Linked DNA regions of Mus musculus: all the other regions are linked to region 2. The links are chromatin contacts, called in public promoter capture Hi-C maps. All regions are on one chromosome and are shown on one strand. The core of a region is the stretch at or near the end of the contact, and the rest is flanking DNA. Distances in the headings are between cores, read along the strand shown.

The links. Promoter capture Hi-C pulls out the DNA fragments that hold promoters and counts their contacts.
Region 1: a contact with region 2 is called in a promoter capture Hi-C map of pre-B cells, with 5 times the contacts expected there. The contact joins the promoter of Thra here to the promoter of Mlx in region 2. A contact is called at or near these places in 3 of 39 promoter capture datasets (the C10 cell line, liver and pre-B cells) and 1 of 115 datasets of contacts at active chromatin or transcription factors (embryonic forebrain).
Region 3: a promoter capture Hi-C map of hippocampal neurons shows a contact between it and region 2, with 6 times the contacts expected there. The contact joins the promoter of Igfbp4 here to the promoter of Mlx in region 2. A contact is called at or near these places in 2 of 39 promoter capture datasets (hippocampal neurons and pre-B cells) and 1 of 115 datasets of contacts at active chromatin or transcription factors (astrocytes).
Region 4: a contact with region 2 is called in a promoter capture Hi-C map of pre-B cells, with 2.7 times the contacts expected there. The contact joins the promoter of Med1 here to the promoter of Mlx in region 2. A contact is called at or near these places in 2 of 39 promoter capture datasets (cranial neural crest and pre-B cells).

The regions. Positions count from the first base shown.
Region 1 is chr11:98,740,414-98,743,199 of GRCm38.p6, forward strand. It overlaps Thra (thyroid hormone receptor alpha), which reads left to right and starts at 1,372. Exons shown (of 10, transcript NM_001313983.1): 1 at 1,372-1,593.
Region 2 is chr11:101,085,807-101,088,600 of GRCm38.p6, forward strand. It overlaps Mlx (MAX-like protein X), which reads left to right and starts at 1,484. Exons shown (of 8, transcript NM_001159385.1): 1 at 1,484-1,561; 2 at 1,948-1,984; 3 at 2,430-2,519; 4 at 2,792-2,794. The coding sequence starts at 1,520. It overlaps Coasy (Coenzyme A synthase), which reads left to right. Exons shown (of 10, transcript NM_001305982.1): 8 at 1-81; 9 at 192-338; 10 at 442-813. The coding sequence ends at 504.
Region 3 is chr11:99,039,859-99,042,619 of GRCm38.p6, forward strand. Igfbp4 (insulin-like growth factor binding protein 4) reads left to right here and starts at 1,386. Exons shown (of 4, transcript NM_010517.4): 1 at 1,386-1,987. The coding sequence starts at 1,639.
Region 4 is chr11:98,191,614-98,194,635 of GRCm38.p6, forward strand. It overlaps Med1 (mediator complex subunit 1), which reads right to left and starts at 1,680. Exons shown (of 17, transcript NM_001080118.1): 1 at 1,446-1,680. The coding sequence starts at 1,470. It overlaps Gm38963 (a long non-coding RNA gene), which reads right to left. Exons shown (of 4, transcript XR_880193.2): 4 at 2,323-2,424.

The DNA of each region.
Region 1 (2,786 bases), core at 122-2,621, 2.3 Mb before region 2:
CCTTCTCCTCATCCCTTGTAAACCCTTAAAACCCCTTGTAAGAGAAGTGAGTCCATTGGCTCAGGATGTAGGTGGCTGGAACTAAGATGTGCAAGGGCAGCCCAACTTGGAGAGACTGTTGGTCAGCAACCCACTCAGCAAACGATTCTATCCAGTATGAACTGAACGGTTAGAAGAGCAGCTCCCCAGACACACTCTCTGGCTCCTCCCCAAGAGCAGGCTGTGGAGGCAGGGCTCCGCCCTGGGAGCCGTGGGAAGGCTATGGCCCCCGCTGGTAAAACTGGGCTAATGATAGCGGGGGAACCGGCGGGGCCAGAGGGGGGTGCTAGGGTAATTAGACCTCTGCCTGGCGGTAGTAGATCCCAAGATGAAAGGGGCTCTGGCGTCACTGGCAGGGTTTTATGTCCACGAATGCAGGTGTGTGTGTGTATGTGTGTGTGTGTGTGTGTGTTGTGTGTTTTGTGTGTGTGGTTGGCGCACGTGCGCGCGCGTGCGCGCGCAAGGGTCCGGAACTGGCATGGAGACCTCTCCTTTGAGAAAAGGAGTCCACCTATTTGCAGCCACTCTGTTGCTTAGATTGGCCCTTGAACCATTTGGATTTTGATGGTATACACAGGAGAGGAAATATCACCTCTGAGAAGCTGGGAGATAAGGGGCTGTAGCGAGTCTTGTCCACCCCCATTCCCCAAGCTTAGTATAGGAGTATATTGTTGGGGAATGGCTGGTGGGCAGTGACTAGAAAGAGCTTCCATGGAGAACAGAGACGTTTGCAAGAGGAGACAGTGGATTCAGCATTAATGTTAGAAACGAGAGAGGAGGCACAATGTGGAACGAGCCTCCAAAACGGCTAGAAATAGGATGGTTGAAGTTAGGAGGATTTCAGAAGTAACCTGTCCAACCTTTGGATTTTGTGCTCTTACCCTGGATGCTGTAATGTGTTCAAGGTCACACAGGGAGTTGTTCGCAAAGAAGGGACCCGAACTCTGAAACTACCCTTAGCGTTTGGTATCTGGACTTCCTCCCGGATTTATAAGGTGCAGTGATCTCCTCGGTCCTTCTCCCCCTACCCCAGGGTGCAAACCAGAACCCCCCTCCCCCAATTCTCCTCGCAAATGAAAGCTATTTTATTTGAAAATGACATCTTTCTCAAAACGTGTCACCGACCGTCGCTCCTGGATGGAGCCGTAGGGGGGGCGGGGGTGAGGTGGGCGAGTCTGAGCCTGGTAGGGGCCAAGGCGGTAGAGGGGCTGCGGGGCGGCCGGCCAGGAGCTGGGGAGCGGCGGGGGGCGAGGGGCGGGGACCGGCGACTGCGAGGCGGCCTGCAGGGAGCAGCCGCGAGCCGGCCGGGCGCGCGGAGCTGGAGCCCCAGCCGGAGCGGGGCGGGGGAGGGAGGAGCCAGAGCGGCCGCCGCCTCTGCCGGAGGAGCCGCGGGGCCGCCACACTCGCCCCCCGCCCCCCCGCGCTCACTCGCACTCACACCCCGGCGCTGGAGGCGGGCGGCCCGGGCCCCACCGGCCCCCCATGGACGCCCCCGGCACGGGGCGCTGAGACCCCCGCGTCGTTGCTCAGCTCGGACCAGCGCGCCAAGCCGAGGTAAGGAGGAGGGAGCAAGGGGGCATTAATATGCAAATGCATCGCGATTGATTATGCAAAGCCGCGGGTCTCTGGCCAGCTTGGAGGCGGGCTGGGGGCGCCCAGGGGGTTCCCGCCGCCGACCTCAGTCTTTTCCGGCGCCCGGGTGACCCTGTCACAGCCCGAGAGCTAGCCACTTACGCCCTGGGGAAAGAAGGTGCTGTTAAGTGGTCGGTGGGCCCCGGGGTTCGCCCAGGGAGATGGCGTCTGGGCCTCCCCTTCGAGGGCCCGCCCCGGCCTCTGTCCGGCCGGTCTGCTGCGCATTCCCGGGTTGGGCCCCGCTGCCTGCCGAGGCTCCCCCGCCCGCCCCGCCGCGGTTTGTTTACGGTGTGCCAGAAGCTTGTCGTGTCCCCCCACCCCCCCAGCCAAAGAGACCGAATGGCCTTTGCAAAGCTGTCTCTAGCTAGGAAGGGCAATGTGGGTGCGGCAGGGTGGAGGGGCTTGCATGGGCTGGAGGAGAGAGAAGCCCCCCTCCCCTCCCCACCTCTCCAGTTGAGCATGGCTTTCTGGTTGCAACACTCCTAATTGCAAAAACGCGGCGGGTGGGGTGGGGTGGGGGGAGTGTGAGCTTGTAGTAGTGGGGGTGTACTTGATGGTCCCTAGATGATTAGGAGAATTGTTGGCCTGTGGTTGGGGAAGAGAGGAAGAAATGGACCCGTGTTCTGTGTGTGTGTGTGTGTGTGTGTGTGTGTGTGTGTGTGTGTCCGCGCGCGCGCGCGTGCATGCTCCCCGTTTCCCTCCCTTGCAACGTGTCTCTGGTGCCCCTTTTCTATCTTGGGCCCTCCCTTGTCCAGTGTGAAAAGAAGGCCTGGGAAGATGTCAGAGGCAATGAAGAGAGCCACCCATTTTAGGGACTGGAGGGGGGAGCACACAGAAGGAAAGCCAGGGAGACGGGAGGCCTGCCCCTGAATGCTGGCTCTGGACCCAGGAGGGGGAGGGGATGAAGGGGGCCATTGTCCAAGATGAAGGGGGAGGCAAAGGTGACATGCAGACAACAGATATGCCTACACAGACAGCTACATGCTCACTCGGGGACATCCAGGCAGATTCAAGGACAGGAGCTGCTGGACACACCCACATGGGGACAAGGGAAGAGGCAGGCCTCCACTGCAGAGTGGAGCTCAAAGGGTGGGACACACCCACGGGAGACCAAG
Region 2 (2,794 bases), core at 234-2,733:
ATCGATGCTGCTATGCTGCTTGAAGCTGGCTGGCAGAGTATGGTACACGAGGTGTGGACCGTCGTCATCCCTGAGACTGAGGTATCTGGACCCCACTGCACCCCATCTGAGCCCACTGCAGACGGTCTCCTGCTCTGATCCAGTAGACTGGGCTAGGACCCTTCCTGACCCGTGTGTCATCCATTGCCCAGGCTGTTCGACGCATTGTTGAGAGGGATGGACTAAGTGAGGCAGCCGCTCAGAGCCGGCTGCAGAGCCAGATGAGCGGCCAGCAGCTGGTAGAGCAGAGCAACGTGGTTCTGAGCACCTTGTGGGAGTCACATGTCACACAGAGCCAGGTTGGTGCAAAGGGAAAGACTAGGTTAGGTTGTGGGGAGGGAAGGTTCAATGGTTAGCTTTTCTGACCTTGCCTTTTCTTGTATCATTCTGGCCTGGCCAAAGGTGGAAAAGGCGTGGAATCTTCTACAGAAGCGCCTCCCTAAGGCTTACCAGACCAGGAACTGACAGTGGATTTTCTATGGCGCCAAACTGGCCCTTGAAACTAACAAATCTAATGGTGAGGAGAAATGGGGGCCTTGATGTTTACCCTCTATCTGGCCTCAGGGGCTTTAAGCTAAGCTGTGCAGGACACAGAGAAGCTTGGAAGTCCGCCTAGCATGCTGGAATTTGTCCAGCAATGAGGACACAGCTAATGGGGAGCGATCCGCTCTGAGGTTCTGTCCGCTTTTTGGTGGTGGATGTGATGTCTACCTAGTGTTGATGGGTTTGGTGAAGTCTGGACCCAGTAACTGAATTAAAGATGTTTCCAAGTGCTGCTTGTGTGGTTTTCTGTTTCCTCTCCAGTGACTCTAGATACCTTTGGAACGTTAGACTCCAAATTCAGGGGCAAGGTCTGAGCTGGAAGTCAAGGAGTGCTGTAAAGTGTAACCTATCAGTGACTAGTTATGTGCTTTTGAGTATGTTATAGACTTTACTGTAAGCTTAACTTAAAAGGCATTTTTATAAGACTTAGCGTCCTGCACCTGCTGAGTGTTGGGAGACCGATGCTGGAGGTGGCTTTGTGCCCCCTTAGATCAGATCATGTGATGTAGGAGAAATTCTTGACCCAGCAGCAATTGCCAGGCGGACCAGCTGTGCGCGTGCGTACAAGGTGTCACACTGTTCAGACAGATGCTAGTACTCTCACTCGGGTTCTACCACTAAACTAATTACACTTCTAGCCCCTCTGACAATCTTTTTGGAGGTGCTCCATTGCACAGAAAATCGCCACCATTGAAGATTCTCATTCGGAGGCCAGTGGGGACCCTTAGGGGCTGACATTGCCTACATTAAAGCGAATTGGCCAGATTTAGCCTCCTCCAACATTCAGTTAAAAACTGGAGCGGCGCAAGCGCAGCGCTATCACACCGCTCACGACTACAATTGCGGATTGGTGGGTTGGATCACGTGACTGAGCCTCGCCTCTTCCTGGAGGTTGGGGGCCAGTCCGCTGGCTTGTTTCCGGTTCGGTAGGTTCACGATGACGGAGCCGGGCGCCTCTCCGGAGGACCCTTGGGTCAAGGCAAGCTTCGCGGACGCGCACGCCGGCGAGGGGAGGGCGGGTCGGGCTCGTGCACGTAGGGGGTCCGGAAGACGCGGGGCTCCCCAACTATCCCCAGAGTCTCCCCTGCTGTCCGGGGCCCGGGGCTGCAGAGAAGACAGCTCTCACCCGGCCTGTGCCAAGGTGGGGAGACAAACGGGCGTGTGTGCGGGAACGAGGGGGTCATAGCTGGGAGATGGGGCGGGGACGGTAGGAGCATACAGAGGGGGCGACGCCCCCCTAGGCCCAGCCAAGGCTTGGCTTAACCATTCAGTGGTCCCTGCACCTGTGGTATGAGCTTTCGCGGATTGCGCGTGCCTTCCTAGAGGCAGAGGTTTGACAGGCTTCTCCCTTGCTTGGTGCTGCAGGTCGAGTATGCCTACAGTGACAACAGCCTGGATCCTGGTGAGTGCCTTCTCCATTGTCTGCGGGTCAGGAATGACTCCTGGTTCGGCTCTGTAGATTCTTATGGTCTTGCCAGCCACACCTGAGCACAGTCCACTGTCACTGCGCCAAGGACTTGGCTTGAGAAGTGAGGGTGGAGCTGGAGAATAGGCAGGAAGCAACCATGGTCACACCTGGTTCCTCTGCATTAGAATGGGAAATGATGGAAACAGTGACAGCTGGTCATAGTCACTGCATCCAGATGCTCCTGTGTGAGCCAGAAATAAGTCCTCTGGGCAGTGTAGACCCTGGGACAGGAGCATTTCAGCATGAAATGGAAGGCCTGTGGTGACTGGCTTTGGAGTTGATGGCGAGAGGTCAGCATTTGAAGCCATTGTGCCCATAGGTGACTGAAGGCATGGCAGTGTTCCCCAATCCTTAGTGACTTGAGGCCTCTTTTTTCCAGGGCTTTTTGTAGAAAGCACCCACAAGGGGAGTGTAGTGTCCAGAGCTAATAGCATCGGCTCCACCAGTGCCTCTTCTGTCCCCAACACAGGTAGGCAGCAACATAGCCCGTCGCACACCTGGGGAGACTTAGCTCTTCCATCATTTTAGTATCTTTCCTAGATAGGGAGCTCCGCTCTCCATATGGGGGTGGCAGGAACAGTGCCAAGCCCGAGGCTCACTGTCTTTCACCTCATCAGAGATTAACTAGGTTCTTTCTATTCAACATCTCTGGGCACCAGGTCCTTCCAACTGGGGAAGGGTGGGCGAATTGGATTTAGTGTACTGTAAAGTGATCTCTCCTTCCTCCATCTCTGAGTTTAGATG
Region 3 (2,761 bases), core at 136-2,635, 2.0 Mb before region 2:
GATGGGACTGAGGGAAGGAATCCTATCACTTCAACCCTCCTGCAGTCTTAGAGGTTGCCAGTAGGTGCCGTCAGTTCGCAACTTTTTGATCAGTCTTCCAGGTCCGGGTCTTGGTGCCTTTCTCCCTCCAACCGCGCCAACAGTCTGCGGTGCAGAAAGTGGGAGGTGGCCTAATTCCTCCGAGGCTGAAAGACCCCGACTCTGGGACAAAGAACCGGAAGAGGTCTAGGAAATCTTTAGGTTGGTTGCTCCTTGGATGTTTAGCCCAACCCTTCCGGACCCCATCCACCCGCAAAATCCTTCGGTCCTCCGACTGTGCCTGGACAGACACAAGAAGCGAACTCCTTGGTTGGGGAGGATGAGGAGGCGTAGGGAGAAATGAAAAAGAAGGTGGTAGGAGGTGGGTCTCTCCTCCAAACGCGACTCTAGATCAATTCCCGTTTCCAACAGAATTGCTGCGAGGGGAAGGGATATATTTATCAATAATCCCTTTATCACCCAGGGGCAAAGTGGCGTCGGGAAAATTAAAAGGCCGCTTCTCTTTCTGGAAATCTTTGACTGCCATCTACTGGGAAACTGTTGCAGTAACTATGCAAACACACAATGAGTACATGAAGTGGAGCCCCCTGGAGTTGTTCGACTCACATCTTGTACAAAGCCAATGGCAGTCTCCTTCCAGAATCTAAGCAGGGCGGTAGAGGGAACAACATCTAGGAAGGAGGAAGAGGCTTGGCACTTTGTTCTGGAGTTCTGGAAGCAGAGTGCAGCAAGGCCCAAATGGAACCAGGGGCGGGGGTCAAGCGACAGGGGTTCAGGGGCAAGTGAGAAGACTGCCTATTAGCACCTTGAGGCCAGAACTCTCCTGGACCCTTTACAGAGTGCTTAGTCGCCTTGTCCCACTTTAGCGCGGTCTCTAGAGGTTGACTGGACATACCCGGGGGGTGGGTGGGGGTGACCGGAGGACTCTGGCCAGGGATGGGAACTGAACAAGAGAATCTTGAATCCGCTATGAGGTCAGGTTTTCTGTGGCAGCAGGAGGATCTCCTAGGTGTCTGGGAAGGACTCCTTCGAGGTCGAGGGAGGGGGGCAAAGCAACATCCCCTTCGTTTCCCCTCGCCCTGCTTCCTCTTCAGGGTCCAGCTCAGAGGCTCTCCGCGCGCAGGCCACCGCTTCCAAACTGCGTCGCTTTCTTCGGCGGGGCAAAGGACTTTCAGATGTTGTAGCGGTGGCGGCGACTCAGGCCAGCGCCCCCTCCCCCCTAACGGCCTCTTCTCCCGCTCCATTGCTCCAGTTCCCCCTCGCCCTCCCCTGCTCTCCCACCTCGGGGACGGCGCTGGGGGTGTGGCCAGGGGGCCGGTATAAAGTCCCGGGAGCCGGTCCCGGGCAGCCGCTCAGCCCCCTGCCCCCCGCCGCCTGCTGGGCCGGCCGAGGATGCAGCGCAGCGCCTCGGTGGCCAGGCTCGCTCTGCTCCAGCGTGCTTGCTAACTTCCCCGGCTCCGTCTCTGCCTGCCGGGGTCGCCCCGTGTCCCTGCGCCCTCCGGGTCTGGTTCTCTAAGCTCTCTGGGCGCTGCCTCCGGGTCCCTTGCAGCCCGCTCGCGAGCCCGCGCTCCCCTCCTGCGCCCCACCCTCGTCCTCGCCATGCTGCCCTTCGGCCTCGTGGCCGCCCTGCTGCTGGCCGCAGGGCCTCGGCCGAGCCTGGGCGACGAAGCCATCCACTGCCCCCCTTGCTCCGAGGAGAAGCTGGCGCGCTGCCGCCCCCCCGTGGGTTGCGAGGAGTTGGTGCGGGAGCCAGGCTGCGGTTGTTGCGCCACTTGCGCCCTGGGCTTGGGGATGCCCTGCGGGGTGTACACCCCACGCTGTGGCTCAGGCATGCGCTGCTACCCTCCCCGGGGGGTGGAGAAGCCCCTGCGTACATTGATGCACGGGCAAGGCGTGTGCACGGAGCTGTCGGAAATCGAAGCCATCCAGGAAAGCCTGCAGACCTCTGGTAAGGTACACCTACCTTCCCTCGGCCACATTTCCCAAACACCCTCCTCCCTGCAACTTAGTTCCCATTCTGGCTGGCCTGGAAGGCCCGTCAATGCCCCCTGTGAGTTGAGGAGAAGGGAGGTACGTGGCAGAGCTTAGAAACAGCCAAGAATGCTGGCATTTAATCCCAGCACCAGTTGCCACTGGTCGAGGGAAACCTACCCCACCTCTTCATCTCAAACCTCCTAAGTACTTCTTTGGGAAGAGGGGCCTTGGCCTCAGTGGTAAGCCTGGCTCCTGAGGTAAGTTAAATGACCTGATTCAGTTACATTTGTCATCTAGAGTTAGATGACTGCGATGATAAGGTGTGCGTGCGTGTGTGTGTGTGTGTGTGTGTGTGTGTGTGTGTACATGCACATGTGCATACGTGTGTGCATGTGTCTGTGGGGGGTGATAAGGATGGTGTGTGTGTACATGCGCATGTGCATACGTGTGTGCAAGTGTCTGTGGGGGTGATAAGGATGGTGTGCTTGTGCACGTTTGTGTGATAAGGATGGTATGTGTATTCGAGCGGGAGGCAGTGTGTGTGTGTGTGTGTGTGTGTGTGTGTGTGTGTGTGTTGGGACGGTTCCTTTCTGTTCCTGATCCAGAGCCTGATCCACACACCCAGTCTCAGGTGAGAGGTGTGAGGAGCCAGGGGCTGGGCCTTTCACTCATCACCCTGGGGTGAAGTGGGACATACAATTCAGAAGAACCTCTGGGGTAAAGAACATGCGACTTGGACTTCCCCCAA
Region 4 (3,022 bases), core at 430-2,929, 2.9 Mb before region 2:
CAACCACATGGTGGCTCACAACCATCCATAATGAGATCTGACACCCTCTTCTGGAGTGTCTGAAGACAACTACAGTGTACTTACATATATAATAAATAAAATCTTTAAAAAAAAAATAATTAGGGGTTTTTTTTGTTTTGTTTTGTTTTGGTTTTTGGAGACAGGGTTTCTCTGCGTAGCCCTGGCTGTCCTGGAACTCACGCTGTAGACCAGGCTGGCCTCGAACTCAGAAACCGCCTGCCTCTGCCTCCCAGGTGCTGGGATTAAAGCTGTGGGCCACCACACCTGGCTCCCTTTTTCCTTTTCTTTTGGTGCTGGGAATTGAACCCATGGACAAGAAGACATTACTCTAACCACTGCTCTACATTCCCAGCCTCTAAATTATCTTTAAATTAACATACAAAGCAATGCATATCATTTTGGCATTCTTATACATATAGGCCATTATACTTGGTCCAAGTCCTCTCCCTCTGAGAGCCACACTGCCCCAACCTCCAAACAGCCAAACCTCTCACTTCATTTCATATTCCACTAACCTTTCTATCCTGCAGACCTCCTTTGTTCCCACATGGTCCCATGTTTTCACAACCAACACACACCAACACATACCTACGTCGAGATTCCTCATAAGAGAAAATGTGCTATTTATCTTAATATGGCTTATTTTGAGTATCGTCCACTTTGCTACAAATGTCGAGACTTCATTTTTGGATAAGCCAGTCCAGGTCGTGGGAGGGAGTATCTGAACCAAGAATCAAACTCTTAGCTGGCCGAGAGGTGTGTAAGCCCGCACTTGGGAGGCTGAGGCAGGGGGACCTTGTCTCAAGAAACAAAGAAGATTCTATCCCTTCCCTTTTCTTCCCTCAACTGGGAAACTGGTTTGGGGATTGTTCCTGCCAGTTTATAGTTCTGAACACCTCTCCCCCAAGCTTTAAAGCCACCGGTCGTGCACAACTGAAAGCAGTTCGTAAAGACACAGCACAGTATTTGAACACTATGACCTTCCAAGTAATAAACGGCCCGCTTTTACTATGATGAAGATCGAACCAAGCAAGTCACTCCGGCTAAAACACCCTCCATTACTTTGACATTACATTGTTCTAGTGTCATCTTCAGCGATCTCTCCTGGAACAAAGCATCAACAAGTTTCAGTTTCCCTCTCCTTGGGTCCCACCGGGCTAAGCTCAAAGTACCCTGAGGCTCAACTTCCTCGTCCCTCGTCCCGCAGAAAACCTTTCACGAGTGGAGGAGACGGGGGAGCAGCGCCCCGGAGGAGGCGCTCCAGCATCTGTAGGGCTCGGTCGGGATCTAAGATGCACATTCCACCAGGATCCGGTCCCACGCACGGTGGCCCTGGAGGGGCGTGGGTCCCCACCTCCTCTCTCGGATTGGCTCGCCGCAGCGGTGTACCGCCCCTCCTTCCCCGCCACCCCCCAGTCACTCACCCTCGGTTTCCCCCTGAGCCTTCATCCTGACAGCGGGGAGGTCTTGGGTCCGCCACGAGCCGGGGAGCCTTTCCCCGCCACTCAGAGGGGAACCAAGTTAGCCTGGGCTCCGGGGAAGCGGCGCACCAGCGGCCCCGACTCTTCCGGGGAAGGCTCAGTCTGAAGTCCCCGGCGGCAAGAAGAGAAGGGTGCTCGCGGCCGCCGCCATCTTCCCCAACGGAACTTCCCAAAGATCGCGAGATTAATCGTGTTCCTGTGAGACGGAGGAAGAAGGAACCGCACCAAAGTCTCGCGGAGGTTGGCTGATTTCGTCCTCCCCGCAGGATCTCTAGCAGGCCCGGCTCCGATTGGCTCAGAATTCACACCTTGGCGTCTAAGGGTGTGTGCCCAGAGTTGACATCTCTCTGAAAGTTTATGTTTGCATCCCGACAGTTACACAATTTGTAAATTAAAAGCGTTAGCTCTTCCGTCCCGCGGTGGTGGCGGCTCAAGCCTTTGATCCCAGCAGACAGGCGGAACTCTGAGTTCGAGGCCAGCCTGGTCTACAGTGTGAGTTCCAGGACAGCCATGGCTACACAGAGAAACCCTGTCTCAAACGAAACAAAATGTTTGCTCTTTGAGCACCTGGAAAAGTGGCACACTCCTATAATCCCAATGAGGAAGGGGATAGTGAAAACCGGTCCTTACAAAATAATCTCTACTGAAAGATTTCCAGTGAGTTTTAGTGTTTGGGTGTTTAGAGTTTGCCTGGTGGTGGCGCACACCTTTAATCCCAGCGCTCTGAAGGGAGAGGCAGGTAGATCTCTGAGTATGAGGGCAGCCTGGTCTACAAAGTTTCTGGACAGCCAAGGCTACAGAGAAACCTTGCCTGGACAAAAACAAAACAAAACAACAAAAAAGTAAGATTTGTAAGATGACAAGACTTGTAACTCACCAGCAACATACCTGATTAGCATGTCTGAAGTCCTGGGTTTAATTCCTAGAGAAAGTGGGAAGGTGAAATTTCCTGAAGAACCAGAAGCAGTTATGTTGTTTAAAAAAAAGAAAGAAGGGGCTGGAGAGATGGCTCAGTTAATTTAAGAGCACCGACTGCTCTTCAGGAGGTCCTGAGTTCAATTCCCAGCAACCACATGGTGGCTCACAACCATCTGTAATGAGATCTGACTCACTCTTCTGGAGTGTCTGAAGACAGGTACAGTATATATATATACACACACACACACACATACATATACACATATACACGCATACATACATATATATATAATAAATAAAAGAAAAAGAAAGGAACTAGGGAGGCAGAGGCAGGCAGATTTCTGAGTTGGAGGCCAGCCTGGTTTACAGAGTGAGTTCCAGGACAGCCAGGGCTACACAGAGAAACCCTGTCTCGAAAAACCAAAAAAAAAAAAAAAACCCAAAAAACAAAACAAACAAACAAACAAAAACAAAACAAAAAAAGAATGACTTCACACACACAAAGAAGATGATTTTTGGAAAACATTATCATCGTTTACCATGTTGAGCTTGGCTCTGTACAGAAATTAACAGTATATTGATCTAAATTGAGCTTAATTTGT